Regions from separate parts of the Mus musculus genome. Here region 1 is linked to region 2. The links are chromatin contacts, called in public HiChIP or PLAC-seq maps. All regions are on one chromosome and are shown on one strand. Each heading gives the region's core, a stretch centred on a gene start, on an enhancer-like site or on the middle of the called end of the contact. The rest is flanking DNA. Distances are from core to core; before and after follow the strand shown.

The links. HiChIP or PLAC-seq counts read pairs in DNA pulled down with a chosen protein or histone mark.
Region 1: an H3K4me3 HiChIP or PLAC-seq map of embryonic forebrain shows a contact between it and region 2, with 5 times the contacts expected there. The contact joins the promoter of Gad1os here to the enhancer-like site in region 2. A contact is called at or near these places in 13 of 39 promoter capture datasets (the 3T3-L1 cell line, 3T3-L1-derived adipocytes, the C10 cell line and 9 more), 1 of 15 datasets of contacts at CTCF or cohesin (embryonic stem cells), 1 of 484 Hi-C or Micro-C datasets (large pre-B cells), 15 of 115 datasets of contacts at active chromatin or transcription factors (SST interneurons, VIP interneurons, differentiating embryonic stem cells and 9 more) and 4 of 9 other capture datasets (adipose tissue, liver, macrophages and 1 more).

The regions. Positions count from the first base shown.
Region 1 is chr2:70,559,391-70,564,816 of GRCm38.p6, reverse strand. Gad1os (glutamate decarboxylase 1, opposite strand) reads left to right here and starts at 1,460. Exons shown (of 3, transcript NR_040496.1): 1 at 1,460-1,558. Gad1 (glutamate decarboxylase 1) reads right to left here and starts at 2,688. Exons shown (of 17, transcript NM_008077.5): 1 at 2,485-2,688; 2 at 907-1,049. The coding sequence starts at 985.
Region 2 is chr2:70,062,059-70,067,586 of GRCm38.p6, reverse strand. The region is part of intron 2 of Myo3b (myosin IIIB); the gene reads right to left. Among named protein-coding and RNA genes, the nearest start is that of Myo3b, 26 kb to the right of the region's middle. Within about 2 kb of position 1,481, at least 22 of the 459 cell types and tissues checked have an H3K27ac peak or open chromatin away from gene starts, as enhancers often do. A contact at or near this core is called in embryonic forebrain and neural stem cells, where this site is marked.

The DNA of each region.
Region 1 (5,426 bases), core at 211-2,710, 500 kb before region 2:
GGTGAAAGACTTAACCCCAACATGGAAAAAAGATAAATCCCACGACTCCAGTCCTCTATGTGGAGTTAGAAAGTCAGGCTGAATTAGAGACAGATCGGATGGGGAAGCATAAATGCCCTTTTATCTGGTTTCTCTATTCTCCCCAAGACTTGTCACCTGCTGACAGGTCTCTAGAAAAAAGCACAGGGGTGCTTCTGCCTCCTGGCTTGCCAAGCCACATCTCCTCCTAGTTAGCTGCCAAGGTGCCCCCCCCCCCGTCACTCTGGATGATGCTTAAATGCCCCTCCCTCGCCTTTTTTTTTTGTCTCTAAGATGTAATTAATTGAATCTCAGGCAGTTTTGTGCACCTTTTACGCCCCTGGCTTCGCCCTCACTCGTCAATAGCTAGACGCAAATTTGGAGCAATTAGGGACCCAGAGTTTTCTAAAAGCTGCAATTAACGTCGAAATTTCCCCTGATTATGGACTGTGAGTACAGCGCTGGGGGCGGGGGGGGGTGGAGGAAAGGAGAGGAGGAGGTCAGGTTTCATCTCAAACCTAGAGCTAGGAAACTGTTCTCGCTGAGACTCCGGGTTCCTCACACTACCCCTCTGTTCTGACCCCTGTTGTCCCGCCAGACACAAAAACACAACACAGCTCCTTGAACGTCTCTGCCCCTTAGACCCCAAAGATCTTTCTTGCCCGGCCCTTGTGAAGTCCTCGCTGCTCTTCGGTGCCCTGGGAGTAACCTCGCGTCCCTGGCAGCCAAATGACCTCTAAGCAGGAACCTGGAATAGGGCCCCATTTGTTTCTCAGCCTCCATCATTTCTACGCTCTCCTTTCGCGTTCCGACAGCGCAGCCTCCCGCAGTGCCAGCGCCCCCACCCTCGCTGCAGTCCATTTAATAGGAAACTGGGGCAGGACCTACTTGTAGGGCGCAGGTTGGTAGTATTAGGATCCGCTCCCGCGTTCGAGGAGGTTGCAGGCGAAGGAGTGGAAGATGCCATCAGCTCGGTGGTCTTGGGGTCTCTACGGTTCAAGGGTCCCCCGCAGACTGGGCGCAGGAACAGGCTGCAAACAGAAGGGAGAGCTGTGCCGGGAGAGCTTCTAGGTCCTGCGGCCCGGGGCACCGAAGTCTCGGAGACAGAAGGGAGACCAAGGGCAGCGAGCTGGCTGGGTCCTGGTGCGCGGTCGGTGGGAGGGGGTGGGGAGGCGCTCGCTAGCTCTGGGACTGGGGCGCAAGCACAGTAGCCCCGGGCGACTCTCAAGTCTAGAGGCGCAACGGGGTGCTCCGAGTGAGGCTCACAGCTAAGGGGCGCCGGAGGCGGGTGCAGGACGCGAGGGATGGGGTGAGGATAGGGCCAGGAGCACTAGGGAGCACTCATCGAGCAAATTCCAGCCCAGCCGAGACAAGCCCCATTGGGCTCCCAGCAGCCTGGTGAACGGGCAGAAGAGGAGGGGGGAGGGCGTGCGGGGCGGGCACGTCTGGTTCGGTGTCTGGCTCCCGTTGTTGTGTCTGGCCAATTCCTTGGAAAGAAGGAGGCTCACAGCGCCGGGGACAGGGACTTTGGTGAGACAAGGTGAGAAGAAATAGGTCCTCCGCCCCTCAGGACTTGACCCGCTAAGAATCAGTCACCTTGCACTCCAGACAGCCAAAAGGCAGCGTGTCGAAGCCTTGCTGATCAGTTTCTTGTCCCACCTCGTTTCTAGCTTTCTCAACCCTAGAGCGAGGCTCCGTCCCAGATTCACTGTTTCTACTCTACCTAGTCCCCAGAGTTCGTTTCACTGAGCCAGAGAAGGTGGCAGAGGGTAAAAAGGAGACCGTCACCCGGTGGCGAATTTGCGCCTAGGGCGCAAGAGACCTCGGATAGAAGAGTGCGCGGTTCCCCTATTTGGTGTTTGTTCGTGGACAGAGTGAGGGAGAGAGGGCGAGAGAAGAGGAAGAGATGGGGAGAAGGAGCGGGCGAAAGAATGAGAGGAGAGGGAGGAGAACGGTAATCTGGGTAAATCTAAGACCCCGCAGAGCGCAGCCCACCAGCCGCCTTTTGCGTGTCGTCCCTCGGGCCGAGCATCTGTCCCCCCCCCCCCCCGCAACCTCCGCGCGCTCTCGCAGCTCCGCGGGCGGCGGTGGGACGCGGGTGCTGGGGAAGTAACAGGTTATCGCTCCTCGCACCTTCTGCCGCTGCTACCCAGGCGCGTATCCGACAGCCGTGAGCTCCGATCCCCCAAGCGCAGGCAAAAAATGGCTCTGGGGTCACTTCAGCCCTTATGTGTCCTCCCGAATGAAATTGATAAGGGTTTCAAGAGCGAGGAGGGTAGGGGATGGGTGCGCCAAACCACAGCTGCGACAGGACTGGCGGGAAGCACTCGGCTGTGGAAGGTGGGCGACAGGCGCGTGCTGGTGGGGTGAGGCAAAGGGCTGGACAAGAAGCCGCAGGCTGAGGGCACCGGGTTGAATAACCGAGGCGGGGCTCTGGCAAGTCCGGGCGATCCGGTATTTACCCACCTCGGTTCAGCGACAGCGAGCTGGACCCTCCCGCGACTCCTCTGCGAAGCGTCCCGGGGCTGGGCTGGGCTCGGCTCTGTCACAGGAGTACGTGCTGGGTGTCACCCCAGGGCTGCTTCCTTGCTTGCACGATCCCTGGTCCGGCACGGGAGAGCCTGAAGAAGGGAGAGATCCGGAGAGGCGGCCGCTGGGCTTGGGGGAGGCGGGGGCGGAGTGGGGAGGCGGGGACCCGCTCGGCGGGGGGAATCACGAGGCCGTTGCTCGCGGGGGCAGCTCGTCCGCGGAGCGCTGGGGCTCCTTTGCAGGTGTCTGACTGCCTCTGGAGCTTTGTAGGGCGATTATAAATCCAGCTCACGGGTTTGCGACCAGAAAGGAGGGTGTGTGTGACAAAGTCCTATGAGTAATCCAGAATGCACTCAGCACGCTCTGTTTTTTGTTTGTTTGTTTGTTTTTTGTTTTTAAATTATTTTTGAGATAGGCGATGTTGGGTGAGGGCAAGGGAAAATATAATTCCTACGAAGAATTTTGTCTCACTGGGTGATTCTTCCTTCCCCTCTTCCTAGCCCTCCATCCCGTATCTTGGAGAAGACTAGAATATTTGCTTTGCCTTGATCAATCTCCTGTGGTTGTCCTGGATTGGCGATTCCAGAAGGTTTTCTCTGGGTGGTGTCCTAGGGAGCGCTCTACTGAGCCAGTATGGCTGTACAGGCAAAGCGGAGATGAGGGGACCACCCAGACAGACCCTGGAGTTTCTGCACTCCCGTTTCTTCTTCCAGTCCATCTCCACACTACCTCGTTCGAACACAGCTACCTGGCACCACAAGAGGCAAGGGGTCTATTTCCCTTTCTCTGAGCCCTCTCCCTGGAGAGGGGTAAAAGAAATCTTCGTAATTGATCATGTCTGAAGGTTAATAACACGCACGAGTGCCGCTCCACACGCCTGGGGCAGCAGAGCATGGAGGGTGGCTCCGGGAAGCCAGGACGGCACTCCGTGTCTTGGCCCGCTCTCCTCGCTTCTTTTCAGTTTCACGCTGTTCAATGATTCTCTCTTGGCAATATTTAAGCACATTACTGAGCGGGGTGAAGTCCCCCACCATAAAAAGGCGGTATTGGAAAAAATTTCCACCAGAGGGCGCCAAACACACAGAGACCCCGTGCTGGCGGCCTTTTCCCTGGTGCGCCCTAGACAACACCTGGAGATGCCCGAAAGGCTCTGTAACGGCCGGCCTCTTCTAGCCTTCTCGCCGCTACCTCCTGGCTTTCTTTTTCCTCTCCCTCCGTTTCTCATCCTTTAGGGGCAAAACAAACTGGATTTTTGGGCCTGTCTGAGTGATGGGGAGTACTCTATGATCGCTTTACTCGTTTTCATAGAGATTTCCCTCATATTGTGGAGCAGCAGACCGGTTTATTCATGTGCACCTCTGGGTCTTCGATGGTTTATCCCAGGCCTGTCTCTTTTTTTGTGACCATCTTAGCGACTTTCATCACCACTCAACGGAAACATCAAAAACAAATAGTATAAATCACCGAAATTTTCGTGAGGGAGCTGGAAGCCTCAGGGCTGGGAGGATACGGTCTGATCAACAAAAGGGATTGAAGTAACTAAGCTGCTCCTTGCGACCAAAGAGAACATTGCTGTTTTCTCTGGGCCTCACATAAAAGCCCCCGCACATTTTAAAAACAAAAAGCACCCGAAGGGTGGGCTGAGCTGAGTTGGAACAGAAGTTCCCCTGCGATCCTGTTAGGTATGTATGTGTGTGTGTGTGTGTGTGTGTGTGTGTGTTTCACGAAGGAAATGGCCCCTCAAACCACGCACCTCAGAGCTTTTCAGAATATCTTGAAACTGTTTACGAGGAGGTAAACTCGGAGTTTCTTCCACGCCCCCTTTCCTGGCCTTCGTTAAAAGATATAGTGACATCAGTCAGGAATCTGGGTGTCACTGACTAATGTCAATCACTCAAGACTCGCTGGTCAGGAGGGAGGAAGCATAAATCCTCCCGACCCTAAGTACCCACAATTCTGCCTAGGTGCGGCCTTCCTCTGTCTCCTTAATCTTCCTCCAAGACTCTGTAAAGACGCTTCACCTGTGGCACTAGATGGAGAAATTTTCAACCATGTCTTTCTTTGACAACGGAATTAAAAGCTCTCAATCCTAGGGCTTTAGCAAAATCCACGTGGAAAAGAAAAGAATATTCTACAATAGTAGATATCACAAGTCAAACCAGGCTGGGTCTCTCTATCTATCTATCTATCTATCTATCTCTCTCTCTCTCTCTCCCTCCCTCCCTCCCCCCTCCTTTCTTCCTCTCCTCTCTCCTTTATGACGGGAAGGAAAAGAATGAAGGCTTCTATTTGTCCTTAATTTGAAAGCGTATGAATAGTAGTAACCAATTGAACGATATTAGTGACCATTTGATTTATATTATCTTTGCATTCATGAAGATGACATTCCGGTGAGCCAGAAGAAAGGTAGACTGAGGGACTCATGACTGGATTAATCTCTGATTATCTGCTATTCCAACTCAAGACTCTTGGGCTCAGCGGGATATTGAAAACCGAGGGCCTAGAAATCTACTCAGTTCCGGTACATCGAGTTTTGCGTCAAAGAGAAGACTTCAGCACCGAGGACAGCGCCTGTCGTTAGGGGCTTTCCAGGGTGTTCACTGCAGGTGCGGGGCCAACCTCCTGCCTCGCCCCAGGCTGGGCCCCACCTTCTTTTCTCTTTGCAATAAGAACTGTTTATTTTTGCCTGATGGGGATTGTAGGGTGAAGCGTCTCGCCCACTCCTTTCTTCCCCTCCTAAGAATTTGGACGGACGACAACTGTCCTTGGCATTTGGATATTTGGCTCTTCAGAAACAGTATTTGGAACCTATTTTTTATTTGGGGTTTTCATTCTTTTTAATCTTTATACTCCCAGAAAGGGGATGCTTAGGAGAATGG
Region 2 (5,528 bases), core at 232-2,731:
GCACAGACATGAAGAAGAAGACCACCTAAGAGGCAAGAGAAGGTATACAGGACCTAGAACAGAGGGGTGGGAACTTCCTGCAGGGCTGAGCTGCAGATGTCGTGAACAGTAGACTTGTCTTTGCTTTTTAATAGTTTTTCCTACTCTAGACCTTTGGTTGGGTGGAAGACCAACCTTCTGGGGAGAGGGGACTAGGGGTGGCATGCACGACTCCCTCTGACAAGGGAGGCAATGAAGCTAGAAGAGGCCACAGTCTCAACAGCATGGTATATCCCTCCTTCCATAAAGGATCTATGTCCCCACTGCTTATGAGGGGCTAATGACCATGCGGGCTGACTCTAGAGCAGAACATGAAGCATTCCTTCCTTAGGGGACACTGACACCAGGAACAACAGACATCTCGATCCTGGCAAATCTCTGAAGTCTCTTCGCCTTTACCACCCTCCCTCCCCTTCATCTGAGAAGTGAGGTAGCTGAACTAGTCTCTCAAAGTTTGTTGTAGGTGATCCTTGCTGAGTTGATCAAGCCTGGGGCTGTTGACCCTGAACCTCCAAGGGAGCACCCAGGTTTGAAGCCACTGATGCCTGGGTAGACTTCTGAGGTTCCTTATTGACGATGGTCAATGGATTTTAAACACTAAACATCAACAATACTGAGAGAAAGAGAGATGTGGGACATAATGCAATTTGCTTAATATTGTTCAGATTGCTACCTAATTCAAAAGCCAGTCACGATGTGGCCACCACTAAGGAACAATACGTAACCACAACCATGACAATGATTAACTAAATGATCAGATTTTTCACTTCCTTACCAAAGCCTGGAGAAATCTGAGCTGTGGCTGCCTTAAACCGTCTCTGAGTGAAATACATTTAAAAGCAACTACAAATTACTAATGACTAATGCCCTTCAATTTGGCCTCAAGCTGAGAGATTGTGTGCAGAAATAAAGTGTTTTATAATCCCACGGGCCTGCTCTATTATAGACTGCAGGGGACCAATCAAGTGGCTGTGAACATGTTAGCTGCATGTGTGTGCTCTCTGTGTGCTGTGTCCATGTGTACAGGGATCGTGCACCTAACCATGTGTGACTATGTAGCTGTAAGGCATGTGTGGTGTATGTGTATGTTCATGTGGAAATCAGTACTGAAAAAGTGTTTCCCCTTTTTAGTAGGAGTTCAACAGCCAGACAAAGACAGAGTTAGCTCTGAGGACCCAGAATCTGTGATGCCTGACAGGGGCCCAAAGCCAAAGCCTCACACACACACACACACACACACACACACACACACACACACTCACACACACACACACACACACTCACACACACACACTCACACACACACACACACTCACACACACACACTCACACACACACACACACACACACACCAGTTGCCTTTCAGCCAGGGTAGCCACATCTGCCCTTTGCAAAAAAGCAATCTCCAGCAAGCCCAGAAGAAAGCTTGAAGGAGAATAACTGCAGCTCACACGGGTGACCTATTTTCTGAATCCAGCTTTTGTGCAGCGTTCATTTCTTCAGCGAACAGCAGACCTTTTCAGGCCCAGAAAACAAAGCAGACTGCGTTCATCAGAATGTACGGAGTGCCAGCACAAAAGGACTTTCTTTAAAGATTATTCTGTGCATGTGTTTTGTGTCAATGTTATGTCATAGATGTGATATTAACTGCTGAGCCATCTCCCCAGCCCCAGAGGAAAGGCCCTGCTTCCCATGCAGGTCCTAAGTGGGTTGGCCTCAGATGACTATTATGGGAGGAGATGACACATCCATCAAACCCTTGCTGGCTTTACCTCCCCCATTAATCAAGATTAACTTGATGTCGACAAGTCGTGGGTGAGCCTACTGTGTGTCCTATCAGCACACCAAGCACAATGACAGCCACTCTTGAGGGTTCCCCATGCATCTCACTTGATAATTATGATTCCTTATGTCCCAACTTCAGGCTGCAAAGGCCCTTCCCTCCCCACATTGCCTGATCGAAACAAATCATCTCAGTGCTGTGCTCAGTCGCTGCAGATACAGTCGACAGGGTCACTCTTTAGAACTACAGATGTGGCGGGACACATAACATTGCTAATGGTTAGTTTCTGAAGTTGGAGAAGCATCTGATAGCTTCGAGTGACACACCGTGGGATGTATGCAGAGGACTGAGGTAAAGAGAGAAAGGGGGAGCCAGGAATAGGAAGTCAAGAAGTATCCCTTCAGGTCAGCATGCCAGGTGAGAGACCCTTGAGCAGCAGGAGCCAACGATGCTGTGTCTGATGAGCCCACAGGTTCCCAGGAAGCATCCGATCAGTTCAGGATCAAGACTCAGGTTGGAGGACTTCCAGGATCCAGTGGATCTAGATGCTCTTTTGGGGGGAGCAGTGAAGTGGTCGGTGCACACACAGCACACATGGGAGAGGAAGTCAGAGTCCAGGGAAGCACAGGGGGAGGCAGAAAGCAAGAGCGTGTCTAAGGGACCAAATATCTCACTGCTGTTGGTCAGTAATGATCTCTTGCCTTTCCATTTAGCGCTGTAGGGATCTTAAAGGGAGGTGGGAGCTGCGGGGGATGGCTCAGTGGTTAAGAGCACTTGCTGCTCTTGCAGAGGACCCAAGTTTGAGTGACAGCTCCCACCTGCAGCTTCAGTTCCAGGGTAGTCAGTGCCCTCCTCTGGCTTTCATAGACACCGAGCAGACATGTGGTACACAGATGGACACGCAGGCAAAACACCCATACACAGAGAATAAAAAGTTAGAATAAAAAGAAAGAAAGGGACGTGTTCCCCATCTCTGTAGTGCCCACCGAACTCATAACAGTCACCTGCAGACTAGCTCAGGGACTCAGACTCTCGTCATTGGAACTGATGTATTCACCAGCTTGTCTGCTTGCTGGGGGAGTAAAGTAAGGAGCAAGAACAGGATGTTAACTAGACCAGTCTGGTTCCAGAAGAGGGATCATAAAGATACTGAACAATGGCACTGGGTTAGAATTCAATTGTCTCATTTGGGGCAGAACTTTCCAACAGCATGTGGGGAGAGCCGAGATCTTTATCTTTGAAGTGATTGGGAGGTCATCCTGGTAAGCGGATGCTGGAAATTGGGTTTAAGAATGCAAGAGAGGGAGGGCAGAACAGGGAACCAGCAGGGTCCCAGGTGAAACAGGGACACGGAAGGTCACAGACAGTCTGTTCAAGCTGGGGGGTAAAGATACCAGCTGTCCCTGCGAAGGAGTGGCCCAACGGACTTCACTAGGATGGTCCCCACCCTCCCGGAGGGTACAGGCCTGGTACACCTGCCTCCTCCCTCCTCTCCTAAACCGGAACAGTACTCCTTAGCTCAGAGGGACCGCTAGAGAGAGGAACAGGATCCTGAAGAGGGCTGCTCTGCTCCACATGAAGCACTTCCACAGTAAGAACTGAAGTATGCCACATTCCCAGAGTGAGAACAGCAGCAACCTGGTAGCCATATCCCTGATTCCTCATCTCTAAGGTCACACCACATAGAATCTATTAATTTTAGATTTGCCTGGGCTACTATCTCCAGTGAAGCTAACAACAAAAGCACTATAGGGATGCACACACACAAATTCCACACTCAGCTCACCACCACCACCACCACCAGCACTACCACCACCAACAACAACAACAATAGCAACAGCAACAACAACAGCAACAGCTCAGAAGCAAAAGAATGCTGCATGTAGCTTTGAAAATGTCCCAAACATCACACAGTCAGCATCATACAGACAGGGACCTACCATGTGCTCCCTATACCTAGCCAGACCCTGTGCTAGGTGTGGGACTACATAAAATTAAAATAGATCATGATGAGATATATGAATGAATGAATGAATGAATGAATGCAGTTTTATTCCACAAAACAATTAATATACCTAAGAAATGTTGGTTGGGTATGAGATCCATTTTTTTTTCCTGGCAGAAATAGAATTTTTCATCACACTGGTTCATAATCAAATACACCCACATGTATGCACAAGAACAACCTCCAACACTCGCAAATAGAAAGACTTGGTCCTCCAAAAGGGAAGACTATTTAAAAAAAAAAAACAATTCTTTGTAACTTTATTGACTACCAGCTACTTGGTGGCTGAAAAAGTGGACAAAAGAGCTACCTTTTGGCTTTTTCCCCTCTAGGTAATTTTTCCTAGGAACATCCTATTACATTTCACTCTAAACAGATGCATTTCAGACAGAAGCAGATTATCCATTTTCTGCTCTACTTTAATATCCACATTTTCATTTCATGGGTTTTATCCCTCAATTCCAAATGACATTCTAAGTCAAATGAGAATTTAACCAATGTCACCAACTAACTGTTTTGTTTTGTTCTGTTTTTTTTTTTTTAATAAATCTTGGTGATGAGAAGAGGGCTACTGGGTATTATGAAATCTGCCCTAAATGGAAAACAGGACAGGCAATGGATGCAGTGATGGATTAAAAAGAATTTAAATCTGCTGGGCGGTGGTGGTGCACACCTTTAATCTCAGCACTCGGGAGGCAGAGGCAGGCAGATTTCTGAGTTCGAGGCCAGCCTGGTCTACAAAGTGAGTTCCAGGACAGCCAGGGCTACACAGAGAGAAAAACAAAAACAAAACAAAAAACAACAAACAAAAAAAGAAAGAAAGAAAAAAGTATATGAATCAGATACACACCTATCTATGCTGCCCACACTGATATATGCATGGTGTCAGGCATGTGAAGACCATGTCTGTGCTCACAGGGACACAGAAAGGGGGAGAGACATGACAAGGACTGTGGCTTTGATGTGGTTCATGTACCGTCAAGGTAGAATCTATACCTCCTTCTACAGAGACACCATCTCCCACCATCTCGAATACTTAAAACTATGTGACATCGTCATACCCGTTCCCTAATCATACTTTGGATAAGATCGTGTTGCAATACTTTTAGAATTCACATTTTTAAACGAGTCCTTCTAATTTACCCTCTAATCGAAGGACAGGGTGTTTTATTCTGCCAACAAATAATGCCGTGGTGCCAAGACAGGACCTCGCTGGTCTCATGACATGAATGTTTCGCAAAGAAATACAGGATGTTGTGAGCATCGGGGACACAAGCTCGATATCAGCCCTGTGGTGGTTATCCCACTGGCGCACACACAGAAAGCATCTGGGTGAGATTTCAACATCATTATTCCCCCAGGTCCCAGCCTTGAGGATTCTAGTTTAATTGGTCTGGGCTACAGCACTGAGAACCTCTGGGTTTTAAAGCCTCCCAGCTAAACAGACAGAGTCTGAGGATCCTGGTGTGTTCCTCAGTCCTGCCTAGCATGGAAAGGCCCTGGAGGGCTTGTTCAACAGACTACTCAGTCCTGACACTACCTGAGAATGAGGGCCCCAGAGTGCGCATCTCTAAGGAGCTATCTGGAGATGTAGGAGCGTACCATGAGAGACAGTGTTCCAGGGATGAGAGAGGATGCTCTGTGCTCTATGGAGGAAAGCACCATTGAAAGGCTCAGCGAAAAGACTGGATATGGGCAAGA